Regions from separate parts of the Zea mays genome. Here all the other regions are linked to region 3. The links are chromatin contacts, called in public Hi-C maps. All regions are on one chromosome and are shown on one strand. The core of a region is the stretch at or near the end of the contact, and the rest is flanking DNA. Distances in the headings are between cores, read along the strand shown. Region 1 holds the start of LOC100278787. Region 2 holds the start of LOC100274725 (NADH dehydrogenase [ubiquinone] 1 beta subcomplex subunit 8 mitochondrial). Region 3 holds the start of LOC100382650.

Region 1 (3,184 bases), core at 126-2,625, 270 kb before region 3:
ACAAACAATGTGGCAATATCATCCTCTTTGTCATTAATTGAGCACTATAGCCTTTATTCATCAAAGGTTCAACTTATAGACACATATGCAACAGGTACAGTCAAAAAATAGGTCATACAAGATGACAACAACCTGTTTGCATAAGTAGCTCTGAAACATGTTAGCACAGGATGCAAGGTTGAATAGAGACTCACCAACGCTTACACGCGATATGTTCCAGTCTCTACACGACTGAAGCGACTCTGCAAGTGAGGTGTTCTCTGGTGAAATACAGCATGAACCATCCTGAGACTTGCCATTTTGGTTGGCAGGGTTGCCAAAGCCAGAACAACCAATAGCTTCAATCGCATCACCAGAAATCGATGGCTTCTCCAAGTCAATCACTCCGTGATAAGCATCGGATTTTCTCCAAACTGAAGTCCTAACATCTGAAGTCAGTTCCACAGATTCGGAGAACGGTTTGCGTTTATTGAAATTGGTGGAAACTTCTTGGGTTTGATTGCGCCTCGAACCCAAATCCATCTGGGGCACCAAAAAATCCTTCTTTAGCAAGACAAATTTAGACTATCTTACATGGGAGAGAAAAGAAATCTAGCTGTTCCTCTCACCAGCTTATGCTCACGGATCGAGTGCAGGCTACTTCGTGAACTGCTAGATTGCTTCCAGAAAGAAGGATAAAACTTCTTCAGATCCTCCATCTGCAAAAAAAAAAATAAAATAAAAGATATCACATCGCATTCACGTTCGTCGCCACCCAAAGTAACCTTACAGTCCAATTTCACCCAAGCTGTTAACCCTAACTCAACGGGCTTATACAACCATAAACAAGAAACCAACCTTAATTGGACAAGCAACCAAATCTCCATATCATTTTTCTGTTGTCCCCGTGGAGAACAACCACTCCTTTAGCTACCGAAGCAACGGGAAAAGCTCTAGTATATACGGAAAAACAGGAAGGCATAAAAAGAAAGGATTATGGCGCATAATAAACAGGGGGGAAAAAAGGAAACCTTTCCGTGGCGGCGATACTTCTTTGTCGCGCCTCCCCTCGTCGAGCTCGGTCTGGATCTTCTCAATTCTTTCGCGGCTGGATACTGCTGGAGGCAGGCGGCTGTCCGTACCGTCAGGCCAGCCCCTGCGGCTTCTTCTCTCTCTCTTTTTTTTTCCTGCTCCTTTCCTGTTTCTCTCTCGGCTCACATGCTCTCTTTTTTTTCACCTGCTATGATTTTGATTTACTGATGCATGGCCGCATGGGTAGTGGGAGATGGGGATGGAGATAGGGATTGATACCTCTCGTTAGTCTAATCTTCTCTAGGGGATCTGCTTACCTGTGACTGCTGCTGCATATGCATGCAAGGAGCGAGGTGGGCTTGGGGACGGAGATGCGTCAAATCTGCCACTTTAATCACACAGTTCCGGAGGAGAAAGTAGGTGCTGTTGGTTGTTACTTGTATTTTGTATTAAAACACGTGTACGGATGATCTGCGTTCCGAAAAGCCACTAGAGTTCAGTCATCGACCAATTAAAAAAATGATAATTTTTGCATCAAGGAGTCCATTTTTTTTTGTCTCAATGTAATTTTGCCGTCAATATCTAACCAGTGTTCGAAAATAAAAATAAAAACCCACGGAGATATCTCGAGTTCAGTTATTTGTTTGGTTGGTTGGATGTGCCTCCAACACTGACAGTGATGGCTGATGGTATGGTCCACTGCAGCAAATACATGGTACTACCCGGCAGGAGTATACAATAGAAAAGCAACAGAAATAATAATCAAGTGGCGGAGGACAGCAAAGGCTGGCATAGGGGGAATACGGGAAGTGTACTATCTGAACAATTTCTAGGGCGGGGCGGGGATGCTTTGCCCCCAAAAAAGCCCCTCGTGTTTTGTTCCCTCACCTCCCGTTGCTTCACGAAGTAGACGATCTCTGACGAGGTCAGCCCAAGCCAGTGTTAAGTAATGCAACCGGCAATTGCTTGGTGGCAAAATTGTTACTGTTTGGTTGCCTGTCTTTGGTGAAAGGATGGCCTTGATTGCGAAATTATTGTTTTGGTTGCCTTTCTTTGGTGATAGGATGACCATGCTGTTGTATATCCATGGAGGTGGCACTGATCTTCTCCCTTTTCCTACACGTCTACTCCTACACTTTCGTGCTTCTCTAAATAAAAAGCCAATGCACACAATTTTACTTGTACCCAGTGCCGGACGTAGTACGAGAATTCATCGATGCAAAAAACATATGACAAAATCAAATAAGACAGTAAAAAACTAGTATTATGTAATTTAAATTTTATATCAATACATGATACAAGATCGGACATGTTGGGTGGACCGGCGTCGCGATGATGGCGAGCGGGATAAGGACACCGGGAAGGGAGCGTGATTGGGCGACATCGCATCGTGTGACGTCGGGAAAGGGGCGTTAGGGCATACTGGCTCGAGCAGCGTCTAGAAGAATGAGACCGAATGAATAGATGCAAAAACTAGGCTGAGGAGGAGGACGGATGTTAGGAGGACTAAACCAATTCGACGAGAAGGCCTATAATAGGACTGTATTAGCCCACCCAAAATTTTGATTTTTTCTATACATAACAGTAAATGAACCTCATACCCCCTTTGGAATACAAGATTGGTGAAATGTAGGAACAAGAAAAATGTGTAGGAATAAATTGCTTAACACTTGCAATTCTATAGGAATTAAAAATGCGAAAACTTCTAATAGAGCATTTTGGATGCAATATAGAAAGAACACAACAATTAGAGGAAAGAGATAGACACACAAAAAAATCTCGAAGAGGTTGGACGTCAAGTTAGAAATCCTTCAAAATCACACTACAATAGGTTATTCCATAGGAATTTTTATAGGATTTGCATGACCTCAATCCTTTGTTCTAAAGGTCTTTATAGAAAAATTTTCTATAGGAATTTAATACTCTAAAATTCCTCCACTTTTTCTTTGTCCCAAAGGAGATCTAAAAGGTTATAAAATTTGAGGGGGGCCATGGCCCACTTTGCCCCCTTTCCGTTGCCCCTGCCTGTACCTCGTTTGGATATATATATATATATATATATTTGTTGGTCCCTTGTTCTCAAATGTTGTGAATCAAGAACAAGACAACACAATTGTTAAAGATTAAGGACCTTCGTCCTCCGAAGTATTATCTCCTCTCGGATATAATAATC
Region 2 (3,591 bases), core at 547-3,046, 380 kb after region 3:
CCCCGTCCTTGTGCTGCGTCGTGCCCGCGCTACGCCCATGCGCTAGCCGGCAGCCGTGCCCACTCCTCTTCAGTTCTCCTCATCTGCTCTTCTCCTCTGACTCTGAGTTGCTGGCATTGTTTCTCTGATCCTCTCCTCCTCTGAGTTCCTAGTATTGCTTGATTGATATATGTTGTTGTCTACTTGTCTTGCTGATACACCATAGAGCAAAGTATAGATAGGACATGGATGCTGGAGCGGAAGGTAGACAGGAAGAGATACATGTTTCACTTGATCCATCGAATGATCCTAAGAGGAAGGTGAAGTCAAAGGATCCTGGTTGGAACTTGGAAGTATGGATTTTGGCCAGATATTGGTTAGGACATTAGGCCTAAGGCTTTAGCCCTTCTGGGACTTAGGGCAGTATGCCATATGCACATATTTATTAGCTACCACTTTAAACTTTATCAGTTATTCACTTTACCATGTATTTGGTGGACTTATATAGCTGCTTGCTACTTGTTGCAAAATGGAAGTATATTTTATTTGCTATTATTTGATGTCATGTATTCATATATGTTGCATTTGCATACTTGCATATTTGCTAGCTGCTGCTGGACAGGACGCCTAGGCAGAGGCGCCTGGCTGGCTACTCGCCTCGCTATGGTGCCGTGAGAACCATGATATAATATCATTTCGTCTGATAAAAACTTTTGAAGTAATATACTATCTTATAGTGACTTACGAATAACCCACGGAAGCTAGTTTTTTAAAAAAAATCATAAGAAACATAGTTATAGGAGGACATATCATGTGCAATCACTCATTTTTGTGCAAGCGTGCAATCAAACTATCCAGAGCATCCAGTCTAGATCCAACGGTTTCATATGGAAGTGGTTAAATGTAAAATAGACACTAGGTTTCAGGTGGAAGGGGTTAAATGTAAAATAACAGTTACCATTAGATCTAGATCGGATGCACCAGATCGCTTGATTGCATGCTTGCACCAGGATAAGTGATTGCATAGGATATTTTCCCTAGTTATAGTAGGTGGAGGGATATCTATAGCACAACAAACACTGGAAGATCGAAATGCAATCAGGGAAACAACGGTTAGCAATGCACACTCACATATGGTATCTTGGAGGCCTTATCGTTCACCACCGCAGCCACACCGAGGGCAGCGAAGAACCCCAGCCCTCCGCACAGCCACGCCAACGCCTCGTACTATCGAGCAGCAAACACACAGAACCAATGAAACAGCCAAATCAGAAACAGTCCAGACGCATATGACGCCGCAACGCACGACGTGTTTGATCAGGTCCCGTAATACCTTGCCGATGTGCGGGGCAAGGCGGTCGATGCAGGGCTCCGGGAAGGGCGTGCCGTTGTCCCACACCAGCTCGTCGTTCACGGGCAGCTGCGACCCAAAACAGAAAAAATCCCCAGAATCCAATCGGTTTGAGACGGCAACTCACTGGCGCGCAGATGAGGAGAGGACGCACGAGCGAGGGTCGGATTTGGATCTGGACTCGGGGTGCGGGAGACTTACGGGTTTGTCTGGGACGATGTGGCGGCCGACGGGGAGGCCCATGCCGGCGCGGTGCCGGAGGGCAGCGGCCGCGGCCGCGGCGCGTGCGCCGCCGCCGCCAAGGACGCGGAACCCTGCTGCGGTTAACCTCCCGGCCATCTCGCTCGCTCGCTCGCTGGCTCTCCGATCAGTGCGAGTCGTCGTGCGGTGAGTTGGGTTGCGCGGCTCGTCGTCGGCGGCGGTGGAGACAGAAGGAAGCTGGGTGGGCTTTGTTCGGGCCTCGTGTGCTGTATCCAGTGGGGGAGAAAACTGGAAGCGGATTTGGCATGTATATTTGGGCCTTGTGGAGTCCACTGGGATAGGCATGCGTTTTGCTGGGCCACGCTTCACTGGGCCTTGCATTGTGAAAAGTGATGATGTTCACGGGGCTTTCACAACACTGCCGCCTGTGGGAAGAAAAAACACTAAAAAATCCACCACAAATATATATGTAGTGTCTTTGTACAGTTCTGTACTACACTTACCACCATCGTACTGTATACTAGTCGCAGTTGTTTATGCGGGCCCCGCAACCCGTCACCGAAGCAGCAACGGGCTATATAGGCATATAGCTAGGTAGGTGTTGTTAACTCGCTGGCAGGTGACGGACTAAACATAGTACCGACAACTGATGCAGATGTTTCCATGAGCACGAAGCAACCACGTCAAAATGATTTTCTTGCCCCCCGCGCTGCCGTCAGCACAGCACAGCACAGCACAGCACAAACCAGGCCGGGCCGCCACGCCAGCTGCTGCCTCGATTCGTCAGTTGAGAGATGCGATCGCCTCCCCCTCAGCAGTACAGTGTATTGTACGTATAGTATATTACGCGAAGAAGAAGTATATATTGTATTGTAGTACGTAGTACCAAAGCTCCCAAGTCCCAATACTTCCGCGGCTACCGAGGGTGAAAAATAAAAGGCGGATACTTTTGTCTCATGGCTTGGACTTTTGCACTGCTACCGGATTTTTTTAAAAAAAACTCGTTCAGCTATAAACAAAACAGCACGAGAGAAACTACAGACACCAGCCAGACCATTTGAAACACAATCAACGTCACCGACTGTGGGAGCGCGCATGCGTCATGCCAGTAAACTGCTCTCGGATTGCAAGTCCCGGCATGAACAACACACACACACAAAAAAAAAAACTATTGGCGGACTCCGACGCCAACCCGCACAGCACCGCACCGACCTGGGTGCATTCAGCTAACCTTGCTGTTAGCCAACCGCCCCGCGGGAGGAGCCGGGCTAATCACTCGATCGTAATCAATCAACCAGTCTGCGAGATCCATGACGGGATAATAAACTATGCGGGGGGCTCACATGGCCTTCAATGCGTGATGTGTCCTGTCTCCTCGTTTCGCGCCAGAGAAACATTGGACCTGCTAGTGGGTTGATCATATCATTGCTTATATTTTCCTTTTTGTTTAACTTCGCTTAGGTGCTATGTATATGTTTACTCGGGCGTTCGGTAACGTAGCGTAATCTAGCCGTAGATATATGCGAAATATGCTGAGTAATAAACTCATCAGCCAGACATGCCCGACATGCTGCGTCAAACAAATGCCATGCACCATGCTAACCAATTAGCCTTGCTCATGCTACGACAACCACTGTTTATAGAGTTAAGTTTAAAATAGAAGATAAAGATAAGTACGATACACCTAGATCGTCCGTGGTAGGGCAGCAGGCTGTCCGCGACGACACAAAAGAGCTCTCAGTTGAACCTGGATCTCGCCTCCCGGGGGAATCTTGTCAGAGAAAGATCCTAGAGTCGTCTTGGGGTCGGTAGGCTAACCAAGATGATCTCTATACGACATATAATCGAATAAAAGTGAAGATTGATATGGTGAGATCCATTCCTATGGTGAGATCCATTCCTAGGCGAGATCCATTCCTATACGACATATAATCGAATAAGTACTCAATCGGTCGTACCTCTTTATATTTATAGGAAGAGATCTGGACCCATTTCTAGCCGAGATCCAACATATTCCCATGTATAGGTTAGTGAAAGGGAAATGTACCCTTGGGCCATTT
Region 3 (3,687 bases), core at 1,024-3,523:
TAAGTTTGGTCACTCTTTGGAAACTATTAGTCGCAAGTATAGTGAAGTCCTTAATGCACTATATAAGATGTCTTCTAACGTAATCAAGCCCAAGGACACAAATTTCATAGAGATTCACCCTCGGTTGCGAGAGACTAGATTTTGGCCCCATTTCAAGGATTGCATAGGAGCCATTGATGGAAGTCACTTTCCCGCGTCTGTCCCGACCACAGAGCAAGCAAAATATATTGGTCGTCACGGTTACACATCACAGAATGTAATGGCCGTTTGTGACTTCGATATGAGGTTCACATTTGTTGTCACGGGTTGGCCAGGTTCAGTGCATGACACTAGAGTATTACAAGATACTTTGATAACTTATGCGGACAAGTTCCCGCATCCACCGGAAGGTATATAACTATCTTGTACTATTGTATCATTCGTTATTAATTTATGTCATATGTATCTAAGTTGATATTTTTGTTTGTGCAGGTAAATACTATCTTGTGGATTCTGGTTATCCAAATAGAAAGGGATACATTGCACCTTATAAGGGTCAGAAGTACCACATTTCAGAATGGCAAAATGCGAGGCAACCTATTGGTAGCAAAGAAGTATTCAACTTTGCACACTCTTCGCTATGTAATGTTATAGAGCGATCGTTTGGGGTGCTTAAAATGAAGTGGAGAATTCTTCTAAGTCTCCCTTCATTTTCGCTTAGGAAACAATCCAAGATAATTATTGCTTGTATGGCATTGCATAACTTCATTAGAGACAGTGCTCTACACGATCGAGACTTTGATCAACTTGTACCTACTAGCCTTGGTCATGATGTACCCGTAGGTGAGAGTAGTAGTAGCACATCTGATGAGTTAGACATGAGTGCATTTCGAGATGCTATTGCTAATGCATTAGTGTCGTAGTTTAATATGTGAATATAGCGATAATTATGTTGTAATGAACTCTACTAATTATAATGTAATGACCTTTTGTTGGTTCGGTGTTTATGTGTTTCGTTTTTTCAAACAGAATCTGCAATCTCAGAATCTGCGTATCCAAACATCTAGATTCTAACCAACAACTTTTCTCCACAGCAGGCGAACCAAACATCTAGATTCTAACCACCAGCTTCTCTACACAGCCAGCTTTTCTCCACAGCCACCTTTTCAGAAAAGCTATTCAGAAAAAACCGAACCAAACAGGCCCAAGGTGACTCCGGGACGTGGATGTTTAGGCCATAGGTTGATTCCAAAGAAATATAAGGGGTATTTTTGTAATAGTGTTGACATACAACGATATCAGAAACTGATGCTTTATAGTAGTAGAGTTTAACAAATTAATTCCTTTTCTAATTGTTTTATGCTTGAGAGCCCTCCTCCACCAATCAGCAAAGAAAATTTCATTATGGTTAAAGGACCAGAACTCTTCTGATCATAGAAAGAGAGCCGATCTGTTATCAACACCGATTCTAAATTACCAACAATAGATTTTTTCCATGTGAGCGGTGCGCATGTTTTCTAAACCAAAAAAGCTTCACATATGACCACCTGTACAAAATGTTAATGTATGTCCATTGTTACCTCTTGTTGAACTAATGAGTCATAAGCTATGACTCTTGAAAATCTGATTCTAGCAATAAAAGATTTCATACGAACAAGGAAAAAAGAATTTTTTTTATCTATTTTTAGGACAATTGCATCTATTGGGTTCGTATGAACAAGGGAAAAGTTTTTTTTTGCATCTTTTTCATTTTTTGGAAGATTACATCCATTTCCATTGTTGTGGAGGTTTGCATCCATTTTAGGGTTTGTTTGTTTTGCTCTCAATCCAAATGGATTTGGTGAGATTGTGTGAATTTCAATCTCAAACAAGTTAAAATCTTTCATATTTTTTTTCCAATCCCATTCAGTCCACATGTGATAAAAATAATCGAATAAACCCTTAATTAGCCGTCAATTGGAATCTTGAAGTGTGTTTGGTTAGATGTACATGAAGCGATGGAAGAGACGGTCACAGTTTCTAAGTATTTAGATAAGAGTTACGTGAGAGCGAGGTAAACACCAGAGTAATTTTTTGGTGGTGGCGTGATCCAAAAAAATCGAAAGGACAATATTATATTGTCTTATTCTACTTTGGCATCAAACAAAGCACATCTTTCATTCGACAGAATTGGGGTCATGCAGCCTTACCCACCCTTTCCAGTTCACCAGGTTGACAGTTGGGCCCACGATCCCTAGCCCATATTCAATCAGACTGAGCTCCCACGCCGTTTCTTCTCATCACGGCACTTCCACTGGAGGGCCACACTTCTCTTTTGAGGACCAGTCCACCGTCCACTCCCAGAGTCCAAAACCCTACGATCCGCGCCACCATGCCGCGCCTCGCCGCCGCCGCCGCCGTCTCACGCCGCGCCGGCGAGGCCCTGCGCCGCGGCGCGTTTGGGGGACTGCGGCCTCTCTCCTCCCTGCAACCGTTAAACGCCGCCTCCAGCGACGAGGTAACTAAGCGCCTGGCCGGGCCCGCCGTCGTGGCATCCTCCTTTGCCAATGGAGGCTTGGGGTTCGGTAGCTGATACGTATCTTGCGCAGGTGCTCGTTGAAGGAAAGACAAGTGCGCGCGCTGCCGTGCTCAACCGCCCTGGCTACCTCAACGCCCTCACCACCACCATGGTTCGTCCCCATTTCCTCGCGTACTATAGTAGGTAGTTGTTGGTGCGCAGTTTTGTTTTGGTGGACGGTGGTGATTGGAATTCTCATTGTTCAATGAAATGCTTTACATTGAAGAATTCTCTTCAAAGAGGGCAGGAAACTCCTGCAATTCACCTAACTTAAGAAGAAAAGAATGGACCCAGCTTAGGCCTTGTTCGGTTATTCCTATTCCATGTGGATTGGATGTGATTGGAAAAAAATTATGAAGGATTTTGACTTGTTCAGGATTGAAACCCGCTCAATCCCACCCAATCCACATGGATTGAGAGCAAAACGAACAAGCCCTTATAGGGAAACTGGGCCCAAAAACCTTACAGCTGCACTGTTTAGTAGGAGGAAAACTAGCAAAATGCTTTACATAGTTGTGCGGTGGTGGGGTTCCGGCTCACTGAACTGTATGTGTGCTGTTTGATCAAATGAGTCGGTTGTCATGCTTCATAGTGGTTTGGTGCCCCTGCTATCATTTGCAGAGCACGTGTATAATTTAATGCCCAGGGAGTCATTCATGCTAAGGTGGAGCTTCTGCAGATTGGCTTAGTCCCTTTCTTGCAATGCAAATGATTCTTTGGCTTAGTTTTTTTTCGTGTGTCGACATGTTGACTTTATCATTTTTTCTGTCCATGGGTGTATATATTATAGCTTACAGCTTCACATTGGAAACAATTGATCTGATGCGTGGTAAAATGTCTGTCTTGATAGGGAGCTAGGCTCAATAAATTTTATCAATCATGGGAGGACAACCCAGACATTGGCTTTGTCATGATGAAGGTACGGTGCTTCATCATTTCAGTTCTGCTAATATCACTGACCAAATACAAATTGAGTTGTTCATTGCATGAAGGGCAGCGGCCGAGCATTCTGTGCTGGTGGGGATGTTGTTAGATTACATGAACTTATCAGTGAAGGTGGGTGGTTAGGCCCTGCATAGCATATAGTTCGTATCCCATTGTGAACTGTTGATAGTAATCATTCCATTATATTTCTGTCACCTGCTTATCCT

The links. Hi-C and Micro-C count contacts between places; a contact is called where the count stands out from the background.
Region 1: a Hi-C map of ear shows a contact between it and region 3, with 3 times the contacts expected there. The contact joins the promoter of LOC100278787 here to the promoter of LOC100382650 in region 3. A contact is called at or near these places in 5 of 25 Hi-C or Micro-C datasets (bundle sheath, ear, endosperm and 2 more).
Region 2: a contact with region 3 is called in a Hi-C map of endosperm, with 2.5 times the contacts expected there. The contact joins the promoter of LOC100274725 here to the promoter of LOC100382650 in region 3. A contact is called at or near these places in 3 of 25 Hi-C or Micro-C datasets (ear, endosperm and tassel).

What each region holds. Positions count from the first base shown.
Region 1 is chr1:90,301,181-90,304,364 of Zm-B73-REFERENCE-NAM-5.0, reverse strand. LOC100278787 reads right to left here and starts at 1,375. Exons shown (of 4, transcript NM_001151950.2): 1 at 1,011-1,375; 2 at 609-698; 3 at 195-522. The coding sequence starts at 698.
Region 2 is chr1:89,659,827-89,663,417 of Zm-B73-REFERENCE-NAM-5.0, reverse strand. LOC100274725 (NADH dehydrogenase [ubiquinone] 1 beta subcomplex subunit 8 mitochondrial) reads right to left here and starts at 1,796. Exons shown (of 4, transcript NM_001149025.1): 1 at 1,532-1,796; 2 at 1,313-1,399; 3 at 1,111-1,206. The coding sequence starts at 1,669.
Region 3 is chr1:90,035,387-90,039,073 of Zm-B73-REFERENCE-NAM-5.0, reverse strand. It overlaps LOC100382650, which reads left to right and starts at 2,273. Exons shown (of 14, transcript NM_001361671.1): 1 at 2,273-2,476; 2 at 2,568-2,648; 3 at 3,387-3,455; 4 at 3,529-3,592. The coding sequence starts at 2,351.